Regions from separate parts of the Hordeum vulgare genome. Here region 1 is linked to region 2. Evidence: chromatin contacts called from public Hi-C data. All regions are on one chromosome and are shown on one strand. Each heading gives the region's core, a stretch centred on a gene start, on an enhancer-like site or on the middle of the called end of the contact. The rest is flanking DNA. Distances are from core to core; before and after follow the strand shown. Region 1 holds the start of LOC123434448 (protein RESPONSE TO LOW SULFUR 3-like). Region 2 has its middle 18 kb from the start of LOC123410451.

Evidence for each region. A called contact is a pair of places that touch in the nucleus more often than the background predicts.
Region 1: a Hi-C map of seedling shows a contact between it and region 2, with 4 times the contacts expected there. The contact joins the promoter of LOC123434448 here to the enhancer-like site in region 2. A contact is called at or near these places in 1 of 6 Hi-C or Micro-C datasets (seedling) and 1 of 1 datasets of contacts at active chromatin or transcription factors (embryo).

What each region holds. Positions count from the first base shown.
Region 1 is chr1H:333,651,687-333,657,688 of MorexV3_pseudomolecules_assembly, reverse strand. LOC123434448 (protein RESPONSE TO LOW SULFUR 3-like) reads right to left here and starts at 1,949. Exons shown (of 1, transcript XM_045115513.1): 1 at 1,258-1,949. The coding sequence starts at 1,835. The coding sequence ends at 1,518. It overlaps LOC123434464 (a long non-coding RNA gene), which reads left to right. Exons shown (of 2, transcript XR_006625753.1): 1 at 1-366; 2 at 515-780.
Region 2 is chr1H:333,351,664-333,357,148 of MorexV3_pseudomolecules_assembly, reverse strand. No RefSeq gene overlaps it. Among protein-coding and RNA genes, the nearest start is that of LOC123410451, 18 kb to the left of the region's middle. Within about 2 kb of position 2,233, at least 2 of the 3 cell types and tissues checked have open chromatin away from gene starts, as enhancers often do. A contact at or near this core is called in seedling, where this site is marked.

The DNA.
Region 1 (6,002 bases), core at 700-3,199, 300 kb before region 2:
TCTTCCTTTGTGTTCATGGTGGGGCTCCATACCTTCTGTGCCATGCTTTAGATTTTATTCTACGCCAAAAGGCTATGGTTAATTAGCCACTTTGAGTCTCATGTCCAGCTCTGCAACCACCTAAAGTCGAAGAGGAATTCACATTTGTTTAGTTGTTTCTGTTGAATCTGAAGTTGGAAATTTATCTTTAATTCTCTAGAAAGATTTTAGAAGTGTGAACTAAACAGCTTCAACATGACGAACTACTAGAAGATAAAAGATCTCCATGAAGTTGGAAGGAGTACTAGAAGATTTACTGATTGATTTTATCCAAGTTTCATGAAGAATGTAGACAGGACATTTTCTTGCTTCCAGCCTGGATTCCAGGTGCGTATCTGAACGGAGTACTCCTGATTAAAGATCAAGTCACCCTATTGGAGACAAGTCAGGTCATATGCTCATCAATTTCTATACCTCTTGTCTGTACACTTCCGCGATTGACGGCAATTCCGTTGAATCGTCTTGGTTTCTGGAGAGCATGGCCATTTCACACCTCCAGTCAGCTACCTGGAAGATTGACAATTTTCGGGATGAAAAGATCCATGTTCCATTTCATAGGAGTACCTCTCTTTTTCATTACACGCATGCAGCGTGCAGCGTGCTGCTGTCAAATATCCGAGGTCCCTGATTTGCCATTTCCATTTCCAATTGCATTATATCAGTCAACTTTGTGCTGTATGGTGTTGGTCCGAAGTTTCCTTATCTTTGTTGCTTAATTGAGCTGCTGGTGCGGTCGTTTTCTGTGTGGCGTCAGACATCTCGTTTTCTAGCAGGGCCATCTAGTCGGTTCAAATTGATTGAAGATCTCCGTAGCAGACCATACGCATTGCAGAGTAGAATGAGTATAAATTGCTGGCAGCACACAGCTTGGTAACGTGCCCAGCAATCTCTCAACCAAAATATGTTGGCAGCAAAGGAGGCAAGGAAAACCAGGAACTTGTCAAGAACATCGAAACATCAGCTTCCCCTGGGAACTGACTTTTCCTAAGGATGGTGAAACCCGAAAATCGAACAATTCAATCAACGGAAGATTTAGAGAAGGAACGTTCTGCGGGTGGTCCTCCAGCGCGACGCAACCCGCGCCAATGGATTTAGCTCGCGCGTGGCCATGTGCATGCGTGATGTTGGATCGTTGTGTGGGTGATCATCTCATTTTGCTTGTGGACATAATAAGCTCGATCGTTATCAAGGAATCCCGTTGCGTCATTGCGTGTGATATTAGATGAATGCATACGTCTTTGCACCAGATCGGGGGCAATATTTACATGCTTACCAACAGTTTGACAAACGACATTACTCTATATACTAGTACATCTCAAGAAGAAGAAAAATGTACATCCTACACGCCACCACCGCGCACGGGCTGGCATGAAACGCACGCGCAAGACAGAAAGGAGAAAATTTAAAAACCAGTACAGCCTTGATTGATCGCACATATACTAAGAATCTAGGAGAAGCACATGATGAGACTCGGTTCGTCAGTGAAGCCCGGATTGCACGACGGCGCCGTGGAGGCCGGAGGACCTGAGCAGGCCGTCCATGAGGGCGAGCCTCTCGGAGAGCGCCCTGACGTGCTGCTGGTACTCCATGGCGTGCGTCATGGCCTCCGCCTCCAGCTCGCCCAGCTGCACGCACAGCCGCTCCTCGGCCTCCTCCGCCACGGCCACCCGCGCCAGCGCCGCCTCCAGCTCCCGCCGCAGCCGCTCCTCTCTCGCCTCCGCCTCCGCCACGGCCCTCGCCAGCTCGGAGCTCTTGCCGTCCATGGCCGCTGCCGCTGCCGCTGCCTTCCTCGCCATGCCTCCTAACTTCTCGGGGTGAGTGGAGGAGAGTATGTACTGTATATGTATATGCAACAGCACTATGCACAGACGTGTTTACGAGTTCGTTGGATCTGGAGCTCTCTTCAGGTTGTGGCGCCTTTTATATAGGCCGGGCCGCTCGGGACGGCTGCAGCTGCGGAGGGAAAGCGGGAATGTGTCCAGGTTCAATGAACCCATCGGGCACGTTTAGGTGTCGACGCACGTGTACAGCGCAGCTACATGGAGTATAAGGTGAGGTCATCATCGTTGATAATACGATGCTTCGCCCGTACGTCTCTCTCTTATTGCATTTCCTACTGGTTGAGAGGTGAACCTGGTGGCCACTGGCCGGAGATGGATACTCAAACACCAGCAGCCACAACTTTTGCTTGATTTGTCTAGCATATTCTGGCCGTTCGATCGAGCGTCGGAGGGTGGTTATTGGAGACACGGACGAGGGTGAATATTGGCTGATACCATCGCTTACGTGCTCCCATGATTGCAACTTAAAAGGGTTAAGTTTAAATCTTTCTTAAAACTCTTCGAAACGTCCACAACACATGTGTTTATAACTCTTAAAAATTCAAATTCAAATTCAAAGTACAAATAGAGGATCAAAAGAAAGAAAAAAATCAGCATCAGTAGTGTGAATAAAGACAAAAACATGAACAGTGTCAAAAACTATTTCACAGTGGTATCATGAGTCGCATCTTGATTTTTTCTTCCTTTTGTAGTTTGAATTTGGATCTTAATATTCCCGGGGTTGTAGGCGCAAGTATTTTGAGCATTCACATTGTTTTGGGATTTTTTTAAACCATTTAAAGTTAAACTATTTCACAGTGGTATCATGAGAGCATATAAGTGGTGGTACTATCATGCGATATTCTCCTAGACAAATGGCTGATCTCTCGTGCCTCGTTCTCAAGCATTTTTTCCATGAGATGCACTTTTGAAACACTAGATAACTAAACTATCCAATAATTTGTGAAATAAGATCAAATTGATATGTGAAATGACATCAGGGACATGAGAAGCATGTATCATGCATACTGCATGTTACAATTTAAATCTAAATAAAATGCACACATGCATAAACAAAGAAAATACATTACATCGATTGAAATGGTCGATGTGGTCGACAAGAGGGGGTGGTGCATAGAAGACTACAAATTTTAAATTTAATTACCAATTTTAGGGATTTGCGGATAAATATGTTCTCCATATATGCAACTAGATGAACACAACATATATGGCAAGCAAGCTCAAACCAGTGTAAGCTACGCAAAAATAATTAGCAAGCCAAGATGCATAGAAATCAAAGTAAAGTGTCGGAAAGGAATGACCACCAGTCAGTCGGGGATGCATATTTTATCTCAAAGCTCACACTTCTTTGGGGAAGTGCTAATCTACGTTGGAGCGTTGTCGATGCCAAGGCTCTGGAACACCACCAAGTGGCACAGTGTATTCTCTTCAAGTTACCCCCAATGGATGAACCTCAAATCCCTCGGGGTTGGTCTTGAAGACGACCACCGTACCTTTACATAGTCACAAAAGCACATGACAACCAAGGAAGCATCCGGAGGAACCCTGACTGCCTAGGAGCCCAAGCTCCAATAGTACAAGTTGTTGGTGAAGAAATCTTATGGGGAACACCAATAGGTTTGGTCAAGTGATAGATCGGGCCTTGATCTCTCAATTCCCAAAGTATCAAAGTGTTTGGGTGGAGCGATTTATTGATATGAGCAATGGAGGTTTGAGAATGGTGGAAGCTCACAAGGCAAAAGGGTAGGGTTAGAATGTGCTCTTATATAGTGTCCCACACTAAGTGACCGCTCCTGTCGACGAACCCCATCTGCACGGGCCAAGTTGCTCCCATGCGCTTGGAGTGTGTAGAGTCTAAATCACTACTTCGTGTGTACGACGGCCTGAGACCCTGTGGGCACGGATTGTCCAAATGGATATGCACTTCCCCGTGCATACGGTGCTAAGACCACGTCCATACGGGGGGTCCGGAGAATTGGACACTATCACATGCACACGGGGTGTCCAGAAACTTTGAACACTCTCTATGGGCGCAACGAGCGTATGAAAAATGAAGAGCAAAGAAATCCTTTTTGGTGGTAGGTGCAGGAAGACTAGTGTTTATGCTTTGAGTGTTCCCACACATACTTTCAATTATCTTGACCCTTATTGATAGTGTGCTCGTCCTATGAATAAAATAAAACCAAAACAAAAGCTTCGAGTCGCTAGAAAACCGCGCCATTTGATCTTTTTGAATTGGAGGTGTTTTAATCATCTCCACAACAAATACTCGAGGAACCAACGACATGAGATAAATCATAACAACCATCATTAGTTCTAGTAGTTACATTGTCATCACACCAAAGTACCATTCAGAGATAATTGCACTTCCAGTTTCCCCTCTTTTAGTGTAGTGATTGTTGGAAATATGCCCTAAAGGCAATAATAAATTGGTTATTATTATATCTCCTTGTTCATGATAATCGTTTATTATCCATGCTAGAATTGTATTGATTGAAAACTCAAATACATGTGTGGATACATAGGCAACACACTGTCCCTAGTGAGCCTCTAGTTGACTAGCTCGTTGATCAAAGATGGTTAAGGTTTCTTGGCCAAAGACAAGTGTTGTCACTTTTTAACGGGATCACATCATTAGGAGAATGATGTGATGGACAATACCCAAACTATGAACGTAGCATATAATCGTGTCAGTTTATTGCTACTGTTTTCTGCATGTCAATATATCTGTTCCGATGACCATGAGATCATGCAACTCCTGGACACTGAAGAATACCTTGTGTGTATCAAACGTCGCAACGTAACTGGGTGACTATAAAGGTGATCTACACGTATATCCGAAGGTGTCTGTTGGTTGGCATGGATCAAGATTGGGATTTTTTATTCCATGTGATAGAGAGGTATCTCGGGGCCACTCAGTAATACAACAACACAACAATCCTCGCAAGCAATGTGACTAAGGAGTTAGTCGCGAGATCTTGTATTACGGAACGAGTAAAGAGACTTGCTGGTAACGAGATTGAATTAGGTATGGAGATACCACGATCGAATCTTAGGCAAGTAACATACCAAAGGACAAAGGGAACAATATACGGGATTAACTGAATCCTTGACATAGAGGTTCAACCGATAAAGATCTTCGTAGAATATGTAGGAGCCAATATGGGCATACAGGTCCCGCTATTGGTTATTGACCGGAGAGTGTCTCAAGTCATGTCTACATAGTTCTCGAACCCGCAGGGTTTGCACACTTAAGGTTCAATGACGTTTCGGTATAGTTGAGTTATAGGTGTTGGTGACAGAAGGTTGTTCGGAGTCCCTAATGAGTTCCTGGATGTCACGAGGAGCTCCAGAATGGTCCGGAGTTAAACATTGATATATAGGAAGTCCTGTTTTGGTCACCTGAAAGGTTTCGGGCTCATCGGTAGTGTATCGAGAGTGCCGGGAGGGTACCGGGGGACCACCGGAAGGGGTGTGATGACCCAAAGGCTTCTTGGGATGTGAGAGGAGGTAGATCAGCCTGTGGTGGACTGGCCAAAGCCTCTCCTAAGGGCCCATGCGGCTGGAGTGGAGGAATAAGGCAAAAAGCCAAAGGTGGAAAGAGTTTCCAAGTGGGAAGGAAGGAATCCTAATCCTACTAGGATTGGAGGAGGACTCCTCCTCTCCTACTCACTTCGGCCGACCCAAAGGGCAAGCCCTAGGGCACCGGCCTCCCTCCTCTCCTCCTATATATAATAGAGGTTTTAGAGGTGAGGGCTAACCCTAATTGCCACGTGCTTCCTCTACTTCATCCAGATCGTAGTTCTTCCTCTAGTCTAGTTTGGCGGTGCTTAGGCGAAGCTGTGCTGGATTAGTTCACCACCACCACCACCATGCCGCCGTGTTGGAGAACTCATCTACATCTTCGCCCCTCTTACTGTATCAAGAAGGCGGAGATCTTCATCGAGCTGTATGTGTGCTGGACGTGGAGGTGTCATCTGTTCGACACTAGATCAGGATGGATCATGATGAGATCACGGGACTGGCTGCGATTTGAATCACGAAGATGTTCCACTACATCAACTGCGTTATATATGCTTCCGCTTAGCGATCTATAAGGGTATGTAGATTCACTGTCCCCTC
Region 2 (5,485 bases), core at 984-3,483:
TTGAGATGAGGAGATGAGGCAGCCACCGCTGCTGTCGGTTGGAGGAAAACGAGTGGGGAGGGGGTTGGGGGAGGGGGCTAGTTCGTGGCTGCTTAAGTGCACGCGTGGCGCTTAAGAGCTCGGCGCCACACTGCAGCGTGTGCAACGCCTGAGCCTTAGGCGTCACACAATGTAGTGTGGCGCCTAGGCGTCGGACACCACATAAAAGGGTCAGCTCGGTGAATTTCTTCCGCGGAGGGTTCAGTTTGCAAGTTCTTTCAATCCAGGGGTCAGAATTATCCATTTTGCCTCGCTAGTTGAATGATTGCATCTATTCATGGGCCGGTCTTGCATGTTAGTGAGATTGAATTTCTTCACATTTTGTAGAAGGAGCAAGGGGAGTCAGAGAGAAGGAAGAACAACAGCACCAGGAAGACATGGCCCTGACCGTGTGACTGGACCTCATCTCAATGGGATGCTGCTGTTCAATAAAGAAGAATATGGCATCTTTAAATGACTCCTATCTGATATACGAGTTGATCCGAATAAAAGGACGAACTTGATACCGGCCTCCAGGTAGCTCGGCCTCGAAAGAGCATTTTCATAGATACAAGTCATAAAAAATAATGCATTGACATGATTGTATTTTAAATTATTAATGCTTCTATAATAACATAATAAAAAACGATGCTTTGACACAACCAAATATCATATGCATGGTACTACTCCCTTCATTTCTAAATATAAGTCTTTTAAGAGTTTTCACTAAAAAATTACGTACGGATGTATGTAGACATATATTAAAGTAGAGATTCACTTATTTTGCTCTGTATGTAGTCCTCTAGTGAAATATCTACAAAGACTTATATTTAGGAATGGAGGGAGTAGTATATTACACTTCCCACTATGAATAGCTTAAGTGTATTGAACGTAGACTAACCTGTTAAGTTTATTTTTCTAAACATAATATTACAAATGCAAAGAAATTAAGATAGAAAAGGGTAAAGCACGAATCCCAGCATGTTTCATCGCACTGTGTCTACAGAAGCGTTCCTGGTAAAGAATAATGGTCTTTACAGACCAATATTAAGTCGAAGCGTAGATCTAGTGGCACCGTGATGGTGGTGGAGGAAACTGCGTAGAGCCGACGCTTCGCTGGCGATTTGGTGATGGTGGCGGAAGCGGTGAACGCAATGGCCGCACTCTGCCCATCTCCGCTGGTGGCGGTGGCGATGGCGCGGGATTAATCGGCTTCACGCGCCCCCTAAGCGCGGACGGCGTCGGCGAAGGTGGCGCTCTCCCCGGCGTCCTCGCCCACACACCAACTGCCGACGGTACATTTGTGGCCGACAGAGCAGCCATGATGGCCAAGACGGCGAAAAGCTTGAAGAACAGCCTCATCTTGGACGAAAGAGAAAAGGTAGATGGACACTGCTGCTCTAACAGTGATGATCTGAACTTATACTGAAAATCTGGGGTAGTTGACAGATTTGCATTTATTTGGGAAAGCTTGGGGCGCCTGGCTTTGCTATTAGAGCGCGCACATGACATGTTTCTCAACGCAACCAGCGACTGAGCTGTAGACACCCAAAGACTTCTTCCAGACAACGCTTCGAGAAAGATAAGTGTCAAAGAATTCACATGCAACAGTTTCATATCAACACGTGCTGGGAAAAATTATCACGGATCAAAGGGAACTAAAAAATTCATATCGTCACATTGCTGATTGAAGATTGGCTCAAGACTGAAAGTAAACTCCAAGCTGCAGATTTGTGGCGATCCTGATAGTGCGGGGAAGTGGGAGTGCTGCACCCATGTGATAGTACTGCTAATTAAGATCGTCTTGGTTGTGGGCTGGCGGCGGCGAGAGTGGTGGTGGCGGAGGCGGCGGTTCGAGTGGCGCCGGCCTCACGTAGTGACCGTGCGGCGCTGATTCCGGTGGGGGCGGAGCTCCGAGCGGTGATCTCAGACCAAGAGGTCCCAGTGGCGCTGTTGGGGTTTGGCGGATTTGGCCACGTTGGCCAGAAGACGCCGGTGCTGGCGCCGGTGGTGTGTAGCAAGAGTGAGCTCGGCCTTCCTCGGCGGGCTTCGAAGTGACCAACGCTGCTAGTAGGATAAGGATAAGGAGAGCCTGAGCCAGCAAGCAGGAGAGGAATCCTGCCATGTTGGCGGACAACAATGCTTCAACCTTGTGGCTTGAATTTATGCACCAACTGAAACCCCCGTGACTTTGCATCAATGTGCGCCTGATGAGCTGTGCATCAATGTTCAATGCTCATGTACCGCCCATGTCTGCCGACATGGTGTCACGTGTGGATGAGGATAACTAACGGCATTTTTAACCCTGCAAATATCTCTCCCACGGACAGGGAAGGAACAGTCCGCGGCCGGCCGTCAATCAAGATTATTCACATAAATTTCAACAATATTTTAAAACACTAAAATGCAAACACGACGAACTTTATGTAAAGCATACAAAAGCATTTGCATTTTAGACATATTTTAAATAAAAAGGTAAAATATCTGTAGGTACGGTGGTGCGGAGCTTCATTTTCATAACACAGATGCACTACACTAGTGTACGATCGATCGCGGCTGATCTTTTTGTTTTTTCCATGTCCAACAGTCCGCTCTCGGACTGCTAGAAGGCCTAGCTTTTCGAAAGTCACACCTCAAATGCATATTCCTTCCATGAGCCACGGGAACAATCCGGTTCATGGTGACTCGACTCTTGGTTCATCTTGAAAAGAACAATCTAAGGTACAACTTGACTTACTTGGCTGCCTGTTTGCTGATCTCGCTGACATGCCTTCTCTTGAGGGCGACTTTGAAGCCAGCAAAGACGGCGATGTTGAGGTAATTCTAATTTCTTTCAGTTCTTCAAAAAAATTGTTGCAAGGAGGATCAGGCAAGCCGTTCGGAAAGTAAAGATGTCGAATCAAGCTGCTCATTTAGATACCAATTTTCTCTTGAAGGCAGCTTGTTGGTCAATCCAAACGCAAGAACCGGAGTAACGTGGGCGCGTTGGACCCAGGCTTTTCAAATACTCCACCGGCTCGCAAGCCTCGTGTCTAGGTAATAATTTTTCCAACTCTTCTTTTCAAGCTGGCATTTCTTCTTTTAAAGCAGGCTCTCGATCTTTAACTTTTCCTTAATTCAAGAATCTTCCCCATCTTCGGGCGCCTCATCGGCAACTCAACTTCCCACTTTTAATATAAATCGTTGGTAAGTTTTTGATCATAACTTGATTGCCTATTTTCTTTTTCTTAATATACTACTTGACTTCTGATTTATGCAGGGCCAGGGCTATTTTATCCAGTTGTGTTGCCGAGTCAAGTTCTAGTGTTGAGAAACATAACATTTTGGATTCTCAAACTAAAATACACCGGCCGAAGTTGACTCTCCTTTAGATAATATTACGGATGCTTAGATCAATCTGGCAACCATTGTTGAAATGACCTCAATGGTGTTGGGGAACGTTGCATGAGAAACAAAAAATTTCTACGCACACGAAGACTTATCATGGTTATGTTCATCTACGAGAGGAAGATTGGATCCACATACCCTTGTAGATCGCTAAGCGGGAAGCGTTAAGAAACGCAGTTGATGTAGTGGTACAGCTTCGTGATTCAAATCACCGTCGTCCCACGATCCGTTCCAATCTAGCGCCGAACGGATGGCACCTCTGCGTTCAGCACACGTACAGTTCGATGACGATCTCTGCCTTCTTGATCCAGCAAGAGAGACGGGGAAGTAGATGAGTTCTCCGACAGCGTGACGGCACGCCAGTGGTGGTGATGATACCCTGCAGGGCTTCGCCCGAGCTCCGCAGAAATCTGATCTAGAGGAAAAACTACGTGGTATATGTTTAAGTTGCACGTGACATAGTTGTGTCTCAAAAGCCCTAAAACCACCAATATATATAGGAGGAGTGGATGGGCTAGCCTTGGGGATCAAGGGAGCCCCAAGGGCGCCGCCCGAAGGGGAGGAGATGGACTCCCACCCCAGTTCGGTTTGGTGGAAGGAGTGCACTCCTTCCTTCCCACCTCCATCTTTCCTTGTTTTATCTTTTCCTTTGGTTTTTTCTCCTTGTGGTCCCATAGCCCACTTGGGCTGGTCTCACCAGCCCACTAAGGGTTGGTGCGCCACCCTAGGGCTACTGGGCTCACTCTCGGGTGGGTGGGTGTGACGCCCTCGGCTTAATCGTACGCTAATCATACACGCAAATGCGTACGATCAAACCCAAGGACTCACGGGGAGATATCACAACACAACTCTAGACACAAATAAAATAACATCAGCTTCATATTACAAGCCAGGGGCCTCGAGGGCTAGAATACGAAAGCTCGAAAAACACACGAGTTAGCGGAAGCAACAAATATCTGAGTACAGACATAAAACATGGGGTGCCTTAGAGAAGGCTAGCACAAAAGATACAACGATCGAACGAGGCGAGGCCTCCTGCCTGGGAACCTCCTAACTACTCCTGATCACTAGCGGCCTCCAGGTAGTAGTAGGCACCGTCGGGGTAGCAGTCGTCGGCGGCGGGGACCTCCATCTCCTGGGCTCCATCATCTGGTCGCAGCAAATGGATCAAGGGGACAAGGGGGGAGCAAAGCAGCGGTGAGTACTCATCCAAAGTACTCGCAAGTCTTACATCAGAACTATTCTAATTATGCATCAGTATCAAAGAAGGGGGTTTATATGTGGACTGACTGCAGCAATGCGAGAATAGAGAGAGAAGGCCTAGTCCTATCGAAGACTAGCATCCTCAGGGTCTTGCAGCAATAGACGAGAGTAGAACAGGGGTAAAACATAAATAGTCATATTGTTGCAGCAATATTAAAGTGAGGTCACGCCTAAAGATCCTCCCTCGACTCCCTGCGAGGAAGCAATCCCGAGGCAAACTAATTCCAGTTAAGTAACAATTGTAGTTGTAAAAGATCGGGGCACAACTCCAAGTCGTCCTGTAACCGTGGACACGGCTATCCGAATAGTTAATTTTCATCCCTGCAGGGGTGCACCACATGTCCCGTCACGCTCGATAACACTCTGGCCGGACATACTTTTCTGGGTCCTGCCCGGCCTCGGAATATTGACACGTCGCAGCCCCACCTAAGACTAATCAGAGAGGCCAGCCAGCCGGTCTAAATCCTAAGCACAAAGGGTTCGTGGGCCCAGTCCCCCTTCACGCTCCTGCACATGGCGTGGGCGGCCGACGTCAGTCCTAGCATCCCTTAATCACAAGCGCGATGCATCTCGGGACCACTCGGGCGCGCACCGCTACATTGCTGGCATCTGAAAAGCTTCGGCTGATACCGCGACACCGAGTACCCATAATTCTTCCCGCGTAGCCGGTTAGTGCGAAAAGGTCTCCGACCAACCCAGATCAAATACCCAAATCCATTAGCATTTTAATTAGGCCATCAACACAGTCTCACGGGAATCCACCCGTCTTACAACTAATCACCAATGATCCCAGTAACATGGTCGAGTAACTGTGTGG